Regions from separate parts of the Mus musculus genome. Here region 1 is linked to region 2. Evidence: chromatin contacts called from public Hi-C data. All regions are on one chromosome and are shown on one strand. The core of a region is the stretch at or near the end of the contact, and the rest is flanking DNA. Distances in the headings are between cores, read along the strand shown.

What was found. Hi-C and Micro-C count contacts between places; a contact is called where the count stands out from the background.
Region 1: a Hi-C map of bone marrow-derived macrophages shows a contact between it and region 2, with 33 read pairs. The contact joins the promoter of Nenf here to the promoter of Batf3 in region 2. A contact is called at or near these places in 7 of 39 promoter capture datasets (the 3T3-L1 cell line, the C10 cell line, HPC-7-derived erythroid cells and 3 more), 1 of 15 datasets of contacts at CTCF or cohesin (pro-B cells), 6 of 484 Hi-C or Micro-C datasets (B cells, the N1E-115 cell line, bone marrow-derived macrophages and 2 more), 8 of 115 datasets of contacts at active chromatin or transcription factors (the 230-238 cell line, the HPC-7 cell line, astrocytes and 4 more) and 2 of 9 other capture datasets (adipose tissue and liver).

Annotation. Positions count from the first base shown.
Region 1 is chr1:191,312,898-191,319,663 of GRCm38.p6, forward strand. It overlaps Nenf (neuron derived neurotrophic factor), which reads right to left and starts at 5,234. Exons shown (of 4, transcript NM_025424.3): 1 at 5,022-5,234. The coding sequence starts at 5,195.
Region 2 is chr1:191,092,391-191,099,885 of GRCm38.p6, forward strand. It overlaps Batf3 (basic leucine zipper transcription factor, ATF-like 3), which reads left to right and starts at 6,024. Exons shown (of 3, transcript NM_030060.2): 1 at 6,024-6,137. The coding sequence starts at 6,069.

The sequences.
Region 1 (6,766 bases), core at 3,984-6,483, 220 kb after region 2:
CTCTGGGCCCAGAGCGGAGCCAGACCTGCCCTCTGTGCACCTCTTCGGAAAAGAGGAAAGCTGCGTGGGTGTTTTGGTTTGGTTTTAGGGTTGTTGTTGTTGTTTTGGTTTTGGTTTGTTTTCAGAGAAAACTGCTCTGAGGGCATGGTCTTCTTACTGCCGGTAGCACCCACGACCTATTTCAGGGTCATGGAACAGGGATTTATCAACAGACTAAAAGGGATGGGAGAAAATAATAGAACGTGAAAGAAAATGGAAGTGCCTGAATGTGAGCTTTTCCTCAGCACACTCTCAACTTTTTATAATAAGGTCAGCAGGCGCAGAGGCTGGTTCAGGGTCGCTGTGCCAAGCACTTTGTGTGTCTCCATCTCGTCTTCACAAGATGCCTGTGTAGACGAGGTACTCCCTGTAGCCGTGGGAGGGGGAGTTTTACATATCCATCCAGGAGTGAAGTACTCAGCCAGGTGTGACAGACAAGGCTGAGATCTGCAGTCAGGTGACTCTACCTGAAGGACTATGTCACAGTCTTTCAATGGCCCGCCCCCAATCCATTGAAAGGCCAAGAGGTTCCCCCAGGAAAAAGAAACTCCACCTAGTAGGGCATGGTGGTGCTTGCTTTAAGATCTCTGTGAATTCTTCAAGCACCCTGGTGTACATAGTGAGTCCAGGACAGCCAGAACTACATAGGGAGACCCTGTCTGAACACCACTCCTGTGAAGAAAGGAGAGAGAGAGAGAGAGAGAGAGAGAGAGAGAGAGAGAGAGAGGAAGAAGAAGAAGAAGAAGAAGAAGAAGAAGAAGAAGAAGAAGAAGAAGAAGAAGAAGAAGAAGAAGAAGAAGGAAGAAGAAAGAGGAGGAGGAGGAAGAGGAGGAAAGGAGGAGGAGGAAGAGGAGGAGGAGGAGGAAGAGGAAGAGGAGGAGGAAGAGGAGGAAAGGAGAAAGAGGAAGAGGAGGAAGAGGAGGAAGAGGAGGAGGAGGAGGAAGAGGAGGAGGAGGAAGAGGAGGAAAGAAGGAAAGCCCTTCTCCTGAAGAATTCCAGCCTCCTTCCAGGTACAGCCTGCCTAGTCAGACAGCCCCGCCATCTGCAAACTGCTGTAATAGTATCCCCCTCTCTCTGATGTCAACACCATACAGTTGAAAATATGGTCCCCGTGGTGCTTAGTAACTTGGGCCAAACACACAGCACAGCAAGAATCCAACCCGGGATACCATTATAAGCTTTAGCATGGCCAAGTATTGCATCACAGAAACCATGATGCTAACTGGGCGGGGGCAGAGGTGATGTCCTGTGACTGCAGTCAGACCAGACCCATTTCCAACATGCTCTGCTCTGCTAACTCTGCCCATAGCACTCCTCTGTTTCAATCATCTCCTTGCCTGATTCTTCCCACCTCAAGCCTATGGCTCTCCAGAGTTAAGTCTCCATCCACAATATGAAATAGAAAAATTAGGGTCTTTTCTCTGTCCTCATTCTGGAGTCTGTGTGTGTGTGTGTTTCCTTGGGTTCTGTGCTTGGGGGGAGGGGGTGTCAAGACCCTGCCCATACATAGATGAAAGCAAACAACTCGGCAGAGGGCTGCACTCACTCGTTTTCTGTCACCACAGTCTTATGCCACTGCTGCCAGCTTTCTTATTCTAGCCCTAGCCAAATATTTCTTTGCTAATACAAAAATATACTTCTCTCTACCTACACAACCTGTCAAAGTTACCTAAGATTCTCTTTCCTATCCTGTCTTGACAACTGCTAATAAATTCTAGTCAGTTATAACCAATCAATAGTGCTCAATTCTGTCAGAAGTTTGTCAACTATTAAGTTTATGACGGACAGAATCCCCAAAAGCTTCTAACGGTTTCTCCCACAAAGTCTCAGAAGATGTGGACACAGCTACTGGATTGTGATGTGACAATCACTGAAATACGCAGTGGACAAGACTGGATACTCTGAGTCACATGACATGGCTAAAACCAAGGTAAGCCAATCCTCATGTCACACACATCCACTCCACAGAGAAAAAGCCCTGTGACTTCTGCACCGGAGAGCCAGACTGACTCTGCCCAAGTTGCCATGGAGACCACAGAGAACTGTTGGCTAGTGGACTCTCTCATTTTTTTAAATAATACACAACTGATATATAACCGATAGACTATTGTTTATTCTTTCTCAGACTTCTGACTACATTGACAGCTAGAAAAAAACTAAACTCTGTTTCCATTAAATACTTCATATTTCCTCTTCTTGCTATGCCACTGTCCTGATATTATCTGAGCTCCTATAAATTTGCTTAACTCTAATAAAACATTCCAGTATATGATCCAACTTTTGAATCATGCTCCTTCTGCTCCACAAAAGGCTCGTCTTAAAGACTGCTCGTGTGGTTAACTCATGTTGCTATCTCTTTTATAAACTTGTAAGCTACAGGAAACCCACTCAGATCTACCTTTCATGGATCACATAGGCTCCGTCCAGATCCGTACATCGGCTGTTCCAGCGGGTGGGATTCCTCTGGGTTTCAATTGGACATCTTAAAAAACTGTTCTTTCTCCCAAACATACTTAATCTTTTCTCTACCTATAATAATGTGTTTCAACATCTTGTCAAGTCCAGGCGCTTACTATACCCAGGACCACTCCAGAGGAGCAACCTTCAGATGCTCCAATCTCCTCACAGACACAGACTCTACTGGACCTGTTCCTTCCGACCTATCCTCAGATGGCTCCACAGGCCCTGGACAGCAAGGAAGCAGACCGCTCTCTTAAGACTAGACAAACATCCCCCATACCCATCCCTCTAGGTTCCCCAGAGACACGCCGCCCCAATGTCAGCATGAACCAGCCAGATATCACATCCACCCTATTTCTGCTTCACCATCACCTCTTTCTAAGTTTGTTTGTTTGGTTGGTTGATTGGTTGGTTTTTTGTTTTTTTTTTTTTTTTTTTTTTTTTTGAGACAGGGTTTCTCTGTATAGCCCTGGCTGTCCTGGAACCCACTTTGTAGACCAGGCTGGCCTCGAACTCAGAAATCCGCCTGCCTCTGCCTCCTGAGTGCTGGGATTAAAGGCTTGCGCCACAACACTAAACCAAAATGGGGGAATGTTCGTATTCTGTCTGGATTCCACCCTCACTGTTCCTGGCAGCAGTCAAGTATGTTCCTCCCCACAGTTACCTAGCAACAGCCAGGTAGACCTGGCCCACTATAAAAGGGGCTGCTTGCCCCCTCCTCGATCTCTGGTTCTCTTACCCTTGTCCCCCTGTTCCCCCCTCTTCATTCTCTAACCCCCTCTCTCCATGTGGTCATGGCCGGCCTTCTCTTCTCTTCTCTTCTCTTCTCTTCTCTTTCTCTTCTCTTCTCTTATCTTCTCTTCTCTTCTCTTCTCTTCTCTTCTCTCCTCCTCCTCCTCCTCCTCCTCTCTCTCTCTCTCTCTCTCTCTCTCTCTCTCTCTCTCTCTCCTACCCTCTTAACTCCCTCTCCATGCCCTAAATAAACTCTATTCTACACTATACCGTTGTGTTTCCCTCAGGGGGAAGAGATGAAGAGATGCCTCGGCATCAGCATGGGCCCACTGAGGCACCCCCTCCCCCCACACCTCACCACACCCCCATAGAACATATATTAATACCACTTTATCTTTTTATGATGACAACACTCACCATCTCTTTCGCCAACAACAAATGACCAAGATCTGGTCCTCTACCCACTAGAAACCCTGGGTTCTTCCCCAGCCAGTCTGGGTGCCCCGATGCAGAGTGCTCCACATAAACCATACTGCACACCCAGTGTAGGCAGTGAGAAGCCCGCCCGCCCGCATCAGTAAGGCGTGGATTGCCTTGCTAGGCAGAACAACAGGCCAGCTTTGCTAACTGTTCTCCCCATGCGCCTATACCGGGAGTTCCCTCCGCTGTCCGGTAACACCCGTTCACATTCCCGCCATGTTCCTATCCCTGTGTTCTTATGGACCTGTGGGTCAAAAGCAGCAGTTCTTGGGCTGCAGAGATAGCTCAGCAGTTTAGAGCACTGACTGCTCTTCCAGAGGTCATGAGTTCAAATCCCAGCAACCACATGGTGGCTCACGACCATCTGCAATGAGATCTGATGCCCTCTTCTGGAGTGTCTGAGGACAGCTACATTGTACTTGTATATAATAAATAAATAGACGGGAGCAAGCGCGGCCAGAAAAAAAAAAAAAGCAGCGGTCCTCAACCTTCCTAACGCTGCAACTCTAAACAGTTTCACATGCGGTGGTGACCCCCACAACCATAAAATGATTTCCATTGCTACTTCATCATTGTAATTTTGCTACTGTTATGAATCCTAATGTAAGCATCTGTGTTTTCTGACAGTCTTAGGACCCACAGGCTGAGAACCACTGGCCTCAGCTTTCATCCCTAAAGATCTGTTTTGGGAGAGACCCTTGCATATTTGGTCTATGTAAGGTTCGCTAACACCGAAGCTAGGGAGCTCAGGGCACATAGATTCAGCGAAGCAACACGGGTCCTTCCCTCCTGTACCACTGAGCACGTGCCTCAGTTTCCCTATCTGTAAAGGTAGGGGATTAATTCCTGGAATCACTACAATGCCAAGAGACCGGTTCTTCCTAACTGGATTCAGGCTTCCTCCCCATCTAAAGCAGCTACCCATATCGGGTAGTGTTATTTCCTCCTTTGCGTTCATCCCCACCAGCCCAGACACTAAATGGGGTCTGAAGGGTGAGCTTCAGTAGGCCCGGGACACCGGGGCAGGAAAGGAAAGGCTTGGATCATCCTGCCGGCCCCAGACCCCCCTAGCTCAGTGCGCACTCTCAGGCCGGTCACTTTGCACAAACTGTAGGCCGTGTGACCCCAGCTCACCCTCACACTAAAATCTAGAAGGGTCTGAGGTCTGTACTCAGACCCACAGCGACAAGGCGGGGCGGAGGAAGCGCGGGGTGGGGCGTCAGGGCGACGCCCTGCCTCCACCCGGCCTCGCGTGGGTCCCCGCCACCAGTCAGCTCGGGACAGCCGCCGGCCCAGGCCGCGCCGCCTACCTCCTCGCCGCCGTAGCGGGCCAGCTCCTCCTCGGTGAAGAGCCGCACCGGGGGCCCGCGCTCTGCGGGGCGCGGCGTCTGCCCAGCCCAGGCTGAGGGCACTGGGACCAGAGCCAGCGCCAGGACGAGCGCCGCCAGCAGCCGCAGCCGCCACCAGGGCGCGGGGCGCGCCATAGACAGCGAGGAGCAGGCGGGAGGACGGCGGGGCGGGGCGGAGCACAGTCGGCTCCTAGGGAGGGGCCCTGTAAGACAGGACCCAGCCTTATCAATTTGTCCTCTCCTCCTTTCTCTCTGACGCTAAGTCCTACTACATAGCCTGTAATGTTCTTGAACTGGTGGCTATCCTTCTGCCTCAGTCTCCAGAGAATTGGGATTATACACTAGTGGCACCAGGCCCGAGTAACTTGCCCCCCCTTCCTTCCTTCCTTCCTTCCTTCCTTCCTTCCTTCCTTCCTTCCTTCCGTCCTTCCTTCCTTCCTTCCTTCCTTCCTCCCTTCCTCCCTCCCTCCCTTCCTTCTTTCTTCTCTCCATCCCTTTCCCTTACTCCCTTCCTCTCCTCCCTCTCCTTCCCCCATCTTTCATTCCTTCCTTCCCTCACTCTCTTCCTTCCTCTTCCCCATCTGTCTTTCCCTCGTTCCTTTCTTTTCTTTTTTCCTTTCCTTTCCTTTCCTTTCCTTTCCTTTCCTTCCCTTCCCTTCCTCTCCTATCCCTTTCCCTTCCCTTCCATTCCCTTCCTCTCCTATCCCCTTCCCTTCCCCCCCCCCTTCCCTTCCCTTCCCTTCCCTTCCCTTCCCTTCCCTTCCCTTCCCTTCCCTTCCCTTCCCTTCCTTTCCTATCCCCTGTCCTTCCCCTCCCTTCCTTTCCTTCCAGGATTTCGTTCTGTTTTTCAGGCTGGCTATGTCCCAAGGCTGACCTTGCAGGGATCTTCCTAGCCTGGCTCTTTTATAGAATTGTGTTGCAACGAACATGATTATGGCTTTGAAGGCTGTGCCAAACTCACAACACATTATCTGCTTTATACCGAGTCGCAGAATCTCAAGGTTGAAGAGGCCCTTCTAACTCCCAGGGTGAAATATCACAGCCTTCTTGAGGCCTAACACATCTTGACAATATCTCTGGCCTTGAGCACTCTGGCTGCTCCAGCCTCTTCTCGCTCTGCAGGCCTGTGTGTCAGGAAGCCAAAAGATTCTTCCTGCAATTTCTCCTGACCACATGAAATGCGCTGCCTGTTCTCCCAGAGGTCCTGGATTCTACACTTACACGGCAGTTCACAAGCATTTGTAACTCCAGTCCCAGGGGCCCTGACACCCTTTCTGGCCTCTGCAGGCACCAGGTACAAATGTGGTATACAAGCAAAACAGCCATACATATAAGTAAAATTTAAAAAGAATGTAGAAATTATTTTCCAATAATGTTTCCTAGTATTTATTTCTTAGCTGTATCCAACAGGAAAGCAGACTGCTGGCCACACAGGTGACAGAGGCTGAGGCTGAGACCTGTGGCAGAGAAGACCAGCCACAGGGAGGAGGAGGTGTGGCTCACATGTCTGGAGCTATGAAATAAGAGGCTAGAATCTTGGGAGGGAAGCTGGAGTTTGATGGCTGCTGTGGTCTAAGGCAGGGAATGGATGCTCACAGCGGATCCCCTGCTCTCCCTTCCCTTGAGCCTGCCAATCTCAGGCAGCACTTCCCCTTGATGGAATTCAAAGGAAACTCTGCTCTAAAGACTTTCTGATGGCTCATTTT
Region 2 (7,495 bases), core at 4,774-7,273:
AGCATGTCCCAACTCCATGGGATGCGGCTCCCGGCTTTCAGAGAGGCCAATTTCAAATAACCTAGGAAAGTGATTATTAGGAAAACAGGCCATGTAAGGGATGCTTCAGTGTGACAAAACAACAGACCTGGGCCACAGGGCTCAGTCACCAAGGACAGAGCACAGCAGGTTGCCCATGACTGGGCATGCTCAGTCCTGTGAAGGTTCTTGGCAGATAGAAGGGCTGCCTGGCTGGAGCCTTTCTGCCTCCACTGAGGGAGAGTAAGAGGAAATATATTTGAAGAACATGTGGGGCCAAAAATAATCATGAGAAACTGCGGCATCGGCGCTATAAACTGTAGCCTAGTGGGCATCAACCCAGATAGATTCAATAAACCGGAAGTACTCTGCAGAGACCTCACACATTTTAAAACTGTATTGATCAGGAGGAAATGGGGTTTGTTTGTTTGTTTGTTTGTTTGTTTTTACCTCCACATGTGTTGGCTGTGCAGTGTGTGTGGGGTGGTGGTAGGGGGACATACAGGAGAGCTGCACACAGACACGGGGGTCGGAAGGTACTTCTGAGCTCTGCCACATCAGCAGAGTCTTCTTCAGAACAAGAACTCAAAGCAGAGTTCGTAAAGGGTTAAATTTAGTCACAGCGATGCCTTCACAGTTAAGTGCTTGCCTTGCAAGACAGAAGAACCGAGCTTGATGGTCTAGGAGTGGTGACGTGGTCTAGGTGTGTTTACATGGCATGGCCACTGGCTGCAGTTACCTTTCCCACCTTTCCTTGGTTTCACACATTTTTAAATTTTCAGTTCTTTACTATGTAAACAATGCAGAAGGTTACGTGCTCCATCTCCACGAATGGACAAATCAGGAGTTTACTTCTGTTAACTTGCTCGCTGAAATATTCTAGTGTGCTTCCAAATAACAGCTGAAATGCCATAGTCAAGTGGCTGGAGAGGTGACTCAGCCAGAGGCACAGGCTGCTCATCCACAGGACCAAGGTTTAGTTCCTGGATCACCACCATTTGTGACTCAAGGTCCAGAAGATCCAACAACCTGATCTGGTGTTCTTGAGACCAGGCATACGTGCAGACAGAACACACACACTTAAAATAATAACAACAAAATTTAAGTCATATTGAAGCTTTGTTAAGTGTTACTCCTGTTAACAAGAAGCACACAAGAAGATCCTGAGCTGCACTGAGACTTGTGTATGCTGGTTTTGCATTTAATTCCCGAAGGGAACAAACTCTGTTTTGAAGAATTATAAACAAGAAGGGACTCAGATGCTTATGGCTGTTTGATGACACAGGATTTTCAGGCCGGAGGCTTGGGCGTTCAGTTTAGATCTGATTTCCCTTCTACCACCCACATAATTCTGGTGCTGGGCTGTGTGGGAGGTGTTTTGTCTTAGTAGAACATATGCTACTGCATAGTTTAGCACAGAGGACAGTGGGAATATTCCTGGAGGTCATACAACTGGCAAAACCCCATCTCTGCACAAAAGCATCTGCGAAGCACACATATCCCCACGTGGGCACTCCCCCAGTTAAGCCTGCCTTTTCTGGGGTCCCCCAAACATTTCCAGTCACCTCAACACCGCTAGACTCGAGGGGTCTACAGAATGAGCTAGAAAGAGACAATGGTCTTGCCCACTTGTGGTTAAAATATCCCATTTTTACAAAGTTCATTAACTAGTGAAAATGGCCCCTCACAGGCTCCTGTGTGCATGTTTCTCCCAGTAGATTGCACTATGTTGAGAGGCCAGGGAGCTTTTAGGAGGTAGGGTCACGCTGGTGGTCCCTGCTTCCCAGCCAGTTGTCAGCAGTCCACTGCCACGGACTGTCACTATATTTTTCTGTGCCACGACCGACTGAAACCTCTGAGGTTTGTAGGATTTCCTTCCTCCCCCCACCCCATTTCTTATCTCATTTTCTGGTCTCTGTGGTGTGCCTGTATGTCCACGCACACCTCCATGTGTGGAGACATGAGGCTTGAGGCTGAAGTAGAGAATCCAACCTTGATCATTATTCCAGTCTTACCAGCCTGTTTTCTCTGAGGATCCCTTGTCTCTGCCTCAGAAAGCTGGACCCACGGGTAGGCCACCACACCCATTCTGAATTTACAAGGGTTCTGGGACTCTGAACTCCAGTTCCATGGCTTGCCTCTCACTTTAACCACTGAACCATCTCCCCAGGTCTCTTCGGTTGTTCTGACAGGGATTTTGTTCACTGTGGCAAAAGCGAGCAACACATTTGTGAATATGTCACCAGGTGGACACAGGCAAGGCCACTCTGGATCAGGATGGGCCTGTGGTAGTGACACACTGTGAACCTTCCATTCAAAAAGCTCCCGGTAGACTGTCTTTGGCCCTCCACAGTCTTCCCAGCCCTACCCCAAGTCTCTTGGATCATGGCCCTCATCTTCTGGGTCTCCTTGTTGCTTTCAATTTGTTCTTAAGACTTAAATATCCCACTGCAAATGCTGCTATGGTTTGGGAAGGAACCTACCAGCTCCCGTTTTAGATGCTGCATCTCCACTTGGTGTTGCTGTTTTATGAGGTGACCAACATGACCTCATAGCATCTTAAGTCAGATCATGCCAAACCTCTGCTCGGAAGCCTTATCTTTTCCACCTTATGTCAAATAAAAGGTGGCCTTCTTGCTGCATCTCTAGGTGTCCCGTCTTTCCCTCCGGCCACTCCAGACCCTCGAGTCTTCTGGAGTTACTTGAATGGCCAGGCACTTCCACAAGAACATTGCTTCTGTGTTGGTGCAGCATGAACCACGTCCTCCAGGTGTCTCCCCAGCCCTACAGAGGAGCCTCATTGATCTCCCTGTTTGAAAACACACCATCCCATACCGGCCCTCTCCAGCCCTTGCTCTTATACTCCCATCTTGAGATAGACCACATCGAAAGCACTCCAGTGTGCTCATCTGACTATCGAGACAGCGAGTTCCCTGAGGTGTGGCTCTCCGGCCCACAGTGGCTGACACACAGTGGCCAGTTTCTGGTAAGTGCAGTGGTCTCTACCTTTGGCTTTCTCTTCCCTAGCCTCACCAGAGGCCCACAGGACCGTCTTCTGAGAAAAGCCATGAGAAGACACTTACCAGAAGACCAGTTTCCTAAACAAGAACAGCAGGAGTGAACTGCACACAGGGCTTTCGATCATCCGTTTGTTATTGGAAAGAACCATTTTCTGGCGAAGTGAATCAGCAGAGCATCGGATCACCAACCTCCAAACCTGCTGCATCCTCACTGCGCCCTGAACCTGTGGTGCATCCCCCACCCCTCAGAGACGGGGTTCAAGGTCATTGTGGTATAAATAGGAACTTGACAAATCATACCAGATGTCTTCCTGGTTCAAGGGAAAACACACGAAAAGAAAACAGAGATTTGAATCCTGTTCTGCTTTTCTCTCATTCATTCGTTTGGTTTGTGTTTTTGAGACAGAACTGTGTAGACCAGGCTGGCCTCAAACTCAGAGATATATCTGCCTCTGCCTTCTGAGTGTTGGGATTAAAGGTGTGTGTGTGTGTGTGTGTGTGTGTGTTGTGTGTCTGTCTGTCTATCTATCTATCTATCTATCTATCTATCTATCTATCTATCTATCTATCTATCTGGGTCTCACTATGTAATTCTGACTTGCCTGAAACTTGATATATAGACCAAGCAAGCATTTATCTTGGCTTTCTAGTGTGGCAAATGAACTTAGCACCATACTATAATAGCATTATTGGGATACTATAAATAAATTTAATGTTACTTTTATAAACATGGAGTGTGTGAAGAAGCCAGCATCAACCTTCTCAAGAAGTTTAAGAAAGCACGCAAAAGAGATGACAATTCTAGGGGCTGGAAAGATGGCTGGGGATGAGGGAAGAGCACTGACTGCTCTTGGAGAGGGCCCAGGTTCCATTCCCAGCACCCACATGGTGACTCACTATTAACTACCCAGAACTCCATTACCCTCTTCTGGAACCCGACACCCATATGGTGTACAGACTTAATAGGAAGGGAAAGAAATAGTTCCATGCTGGGCATGGTGACACACGCCTTTAGTCCCAGTGCTCAGGAAGTGGATCTCTGAGAGTTCGGGACCAGCCTGGTCTAAAAGTGAGTTCCGTGACATCCAGGGCTGAACACAGAGAAGCCCTGCCTTGAAAAACTCAAGGTGTGTATGAGTGTGTAGGGAAGGGGGATATGGGGGGGGGCGGTAGAAAGAAAGGAAAAGAAAAAAGAAACAATGCCATAAGTAGACTAAGCCAATATAAGTCTGCTGTTGGCCCTGGCCCCAGGCTGTGGGGAGGACCCCAGAGGACTTGGAACAGGAAAGGAGCCCACTAGAATGACACACGGGAGTGCACTGGTATGTCGAGGATCACCCCCTCCAACACCCATTCTTAAACGTCTAAAAGTTAGGATCACTTGCCCCCACAAATTGCTTATTTTGTTAGTCTTTGGTTGTATTGAGATCTCATCCTGCTATTTAGCTCTAGTTAGCCTGGAGGTTAATGTATAGCCCAAGCTAGATAGTGGAACTTGTGGAAACCCTGCCTCAACCTTGTGAGTGGAGAAATTGTAGGCGTTGGCCACCACACCCCGTTTACAGGGTCCTTTAATTTTCAAGGACAGAGGTCCTGGGCTGACCCACACCAAGTGCAGGATGCTGTGCTGTGCACTCCTCTATACTGTGTGAGATGTAATTGTCTCTCTCTCTCTTCTCTCCCCTCCTTCTCCCCTCCCCCCACACCGGAGCATGCATGCATGTTGATAGAAGAGGGTCAGAACTAAAATTTGGGCGGAACCATTAGCATGGAGAGGCTCTGCTGTGATGTGTGGACACTGGCTATGCCGTGACCTACTAGCACACATGACCACTACTGGTGCCTAAAGCCGCGCAGGCAGGTTCAAACAAGCTCCTCTCTCCAGACTTACGGCTTAAATTCTGGCACAGAGCCATGCACACTGGGGTGAGGACTCAGAAAGGTCACCTCTCCCACTGCCCAGAAGCCAGTAGGCCAAAATGAGCACACGAGAAAGGCCACTCTTGTCTGGTTCCCATCCGTCCCCCAGTTCGTGGTTAGCTTTCCTCTCCTATGCTATGCACAAACCACAAACCTGCAACCGCTAGGGTTTTTTCTTTTTTTCTTTGCTGGGCACAGTCATCTTGACTTCATATTTTAAAAACTGGCAGGCGGGTGAAGAGGGATGAGATACGTCTCTACCTAGTCTGACATAAACATAGCAACCATATATTTTAGCCTTTAGTAGGTATCACCTTAATCTTGAAGAAGCAAATGCAGCTAGCCCATGGGACCTTAGCATGGCCTGCCCAGACCTTTGAATGTGTGAGGATGGACTTCAAGCGTGGTTTCGACTCACAACCTCTCTTTGCCGCTCCCCCCGCCCCGCCCCCCCCCATCAGAATTCGCCCTCCCAGTCACCTCGCCCCCTCCCTCCCACTGGACCAGACGCCGCCGCAGTGGAAAAGCCCTGAGGCTCCCGCTGTCCCCATAGCGCGGACGGTCTCTGCTGCGGTCCCTGCCCACTGGCGCCACCGGTCCAGGTGCCGCCTCGCCCGGAAGAAATCTCCCCATCGGCGGTGACCGGCGCTGGGGCGCTAAGGGAGGCTGCGAAGGGACATTGAAGCCACCGAGCCACTCACTGGTGCTTCTCACCCAAACTTCCCAGGAGCGGCCGGAGGACCGTCCACGGCGGCGCTGCGCCAGCACCCCGTCTCCACCCACTCGGGGTCTTCTCCGTGGGTGGGCTTCGGTGCTGCCACGTGACTTCCACGAAGAGCGGGGGCCCTTAGCGGAAAGCAGCGACTTGGGTGGGATCCTGGACCCCGAGGTGCGGCGAGAGGGTGGGGGGAGGAGGAAGCAGGGGCGGGGTGGGAGTAGGGGGCGGGGCCGGGCCGGGCCGGGACTGGACACGGGGTGGGGAGGCGGGCACCGTGGAGCCCGGAGAGCGGGAAGCGGCGGGGCGGGGCGGGGCAGCAAGTGCGGGGATGCGGGCGGAGCGCGGGTAGCAGAGCCCCACGTTCAGGGCGCCCCGTGTGGCGAGCGCGCGGCATGTCGCAAGGGCCCCCCGCGGTCAGCGTGCTGCAGAGAAGCGTGGATGCGCCCGGGAACCAGCCGCAGGTATTGGACAAGGGGGCCGGGTGTGAGGACCGGGTGAGGGTGAGGGCAGAGCTCCAGGTGCGCCCCCGCCGTGCGCCCCCGCCGTGCGCCTCAAGCGCTTGGGAAGGCGGCAGCCCCTCCAGACTCGGCGCCGAACACGTGGGTCCGCGCTGCTGTGGGCAGTTTCATCCTTGACTCCTGTGGGCGCTGGTGGGAGGGGGCCCGGAGCTCCGATATTATGAATTCAGCCCAAAGGGGCGGTTCGTCCCTGCATCCAACCCACTGGCCAAGATCCGCATGGGGAATGTCGGACCGGTCAATTTGTGGGTGTGGGGTTTTGTCTCTAATGGGCAGACTCCACCCCCAGCACGGGTGGAAACTTCTCGCCCCAATATGATCAGCACCCTCTGTTGTCCCAGCTTTCAAAGCTGTAGTCACAAGAAGCTGAGACCAAATAGAGGCCACTGTTGGAACACTTCTTGGCCACCTGGTTGCTTTATCAATAGATCAGGTCTTATTTTTCTTAGTCACCACACACACTCCCAACTCTCTGCTTGAAGTGTAATGTCCCAGGATGACCCTGGAAGTCTGAGCCAAGTAGTTGGAGTGGCCTTATACTATTTGCTTCGACTAGCGGAGCCTCAATTTCCCCATCTATAAGATGAACTCTTTTTGTATCTCCTGAGGACGTTTGCAGAGGTCATGTGAGTGATGGGTGATTTGTGTCTCCATTCGTCATTCCTGCCCAGAGGGAAGGTGTGATCATCTGTGGCAGGTGATGTGACAGCTCCCAGAGGACAGGAGGCATGCTGCCCCTTGCCCTGAGACTTGTTGGCTTTGGAGAATAGAGACATTATTTCCTGTCAAGCACCAGTGGAGAGCCAGTGAGGTCAAATCTCAGGTCAGCTTGATTCTGGGCAGCAGAGCCCAGCAGTGTTCTGAGTACAGGGCAGGGTCTTAGTTATTATATACGGTGGAAGGCTTTGTGAGGGTGTAAAAGCTGAAGTTACATCGTTTATATGGCATGTCCCCCTGGATGCTCCAGGTGTGTTTATCAAGACCTTTGGGGTGTAGTGATGCAGGAGTACAATTCCAGAGCTAGGGAGGAAAGGGAAGGGAGACTACGTGAAACTGTTGAAGAAGGGGGTGGGGGGAGGACTTCTGGAAGGCACGTTTTGACACCTGTGTTCTCCTGAGCAGGTGTTGGGTCTGCTGTCTCTTCTTATCTATGCCTGGGATTCCTGGCTGAAGCCCTGAGTTTGTACGCCAGCCTCTGGGTTTTGCTGTTGCTGTGGCTCCAGATTACACCCTGAGCCTCACCTACCACTAAGCTCCCTCCCCATCTAGACACCTTTTGAACTCAGTCTTGAAGGACATTT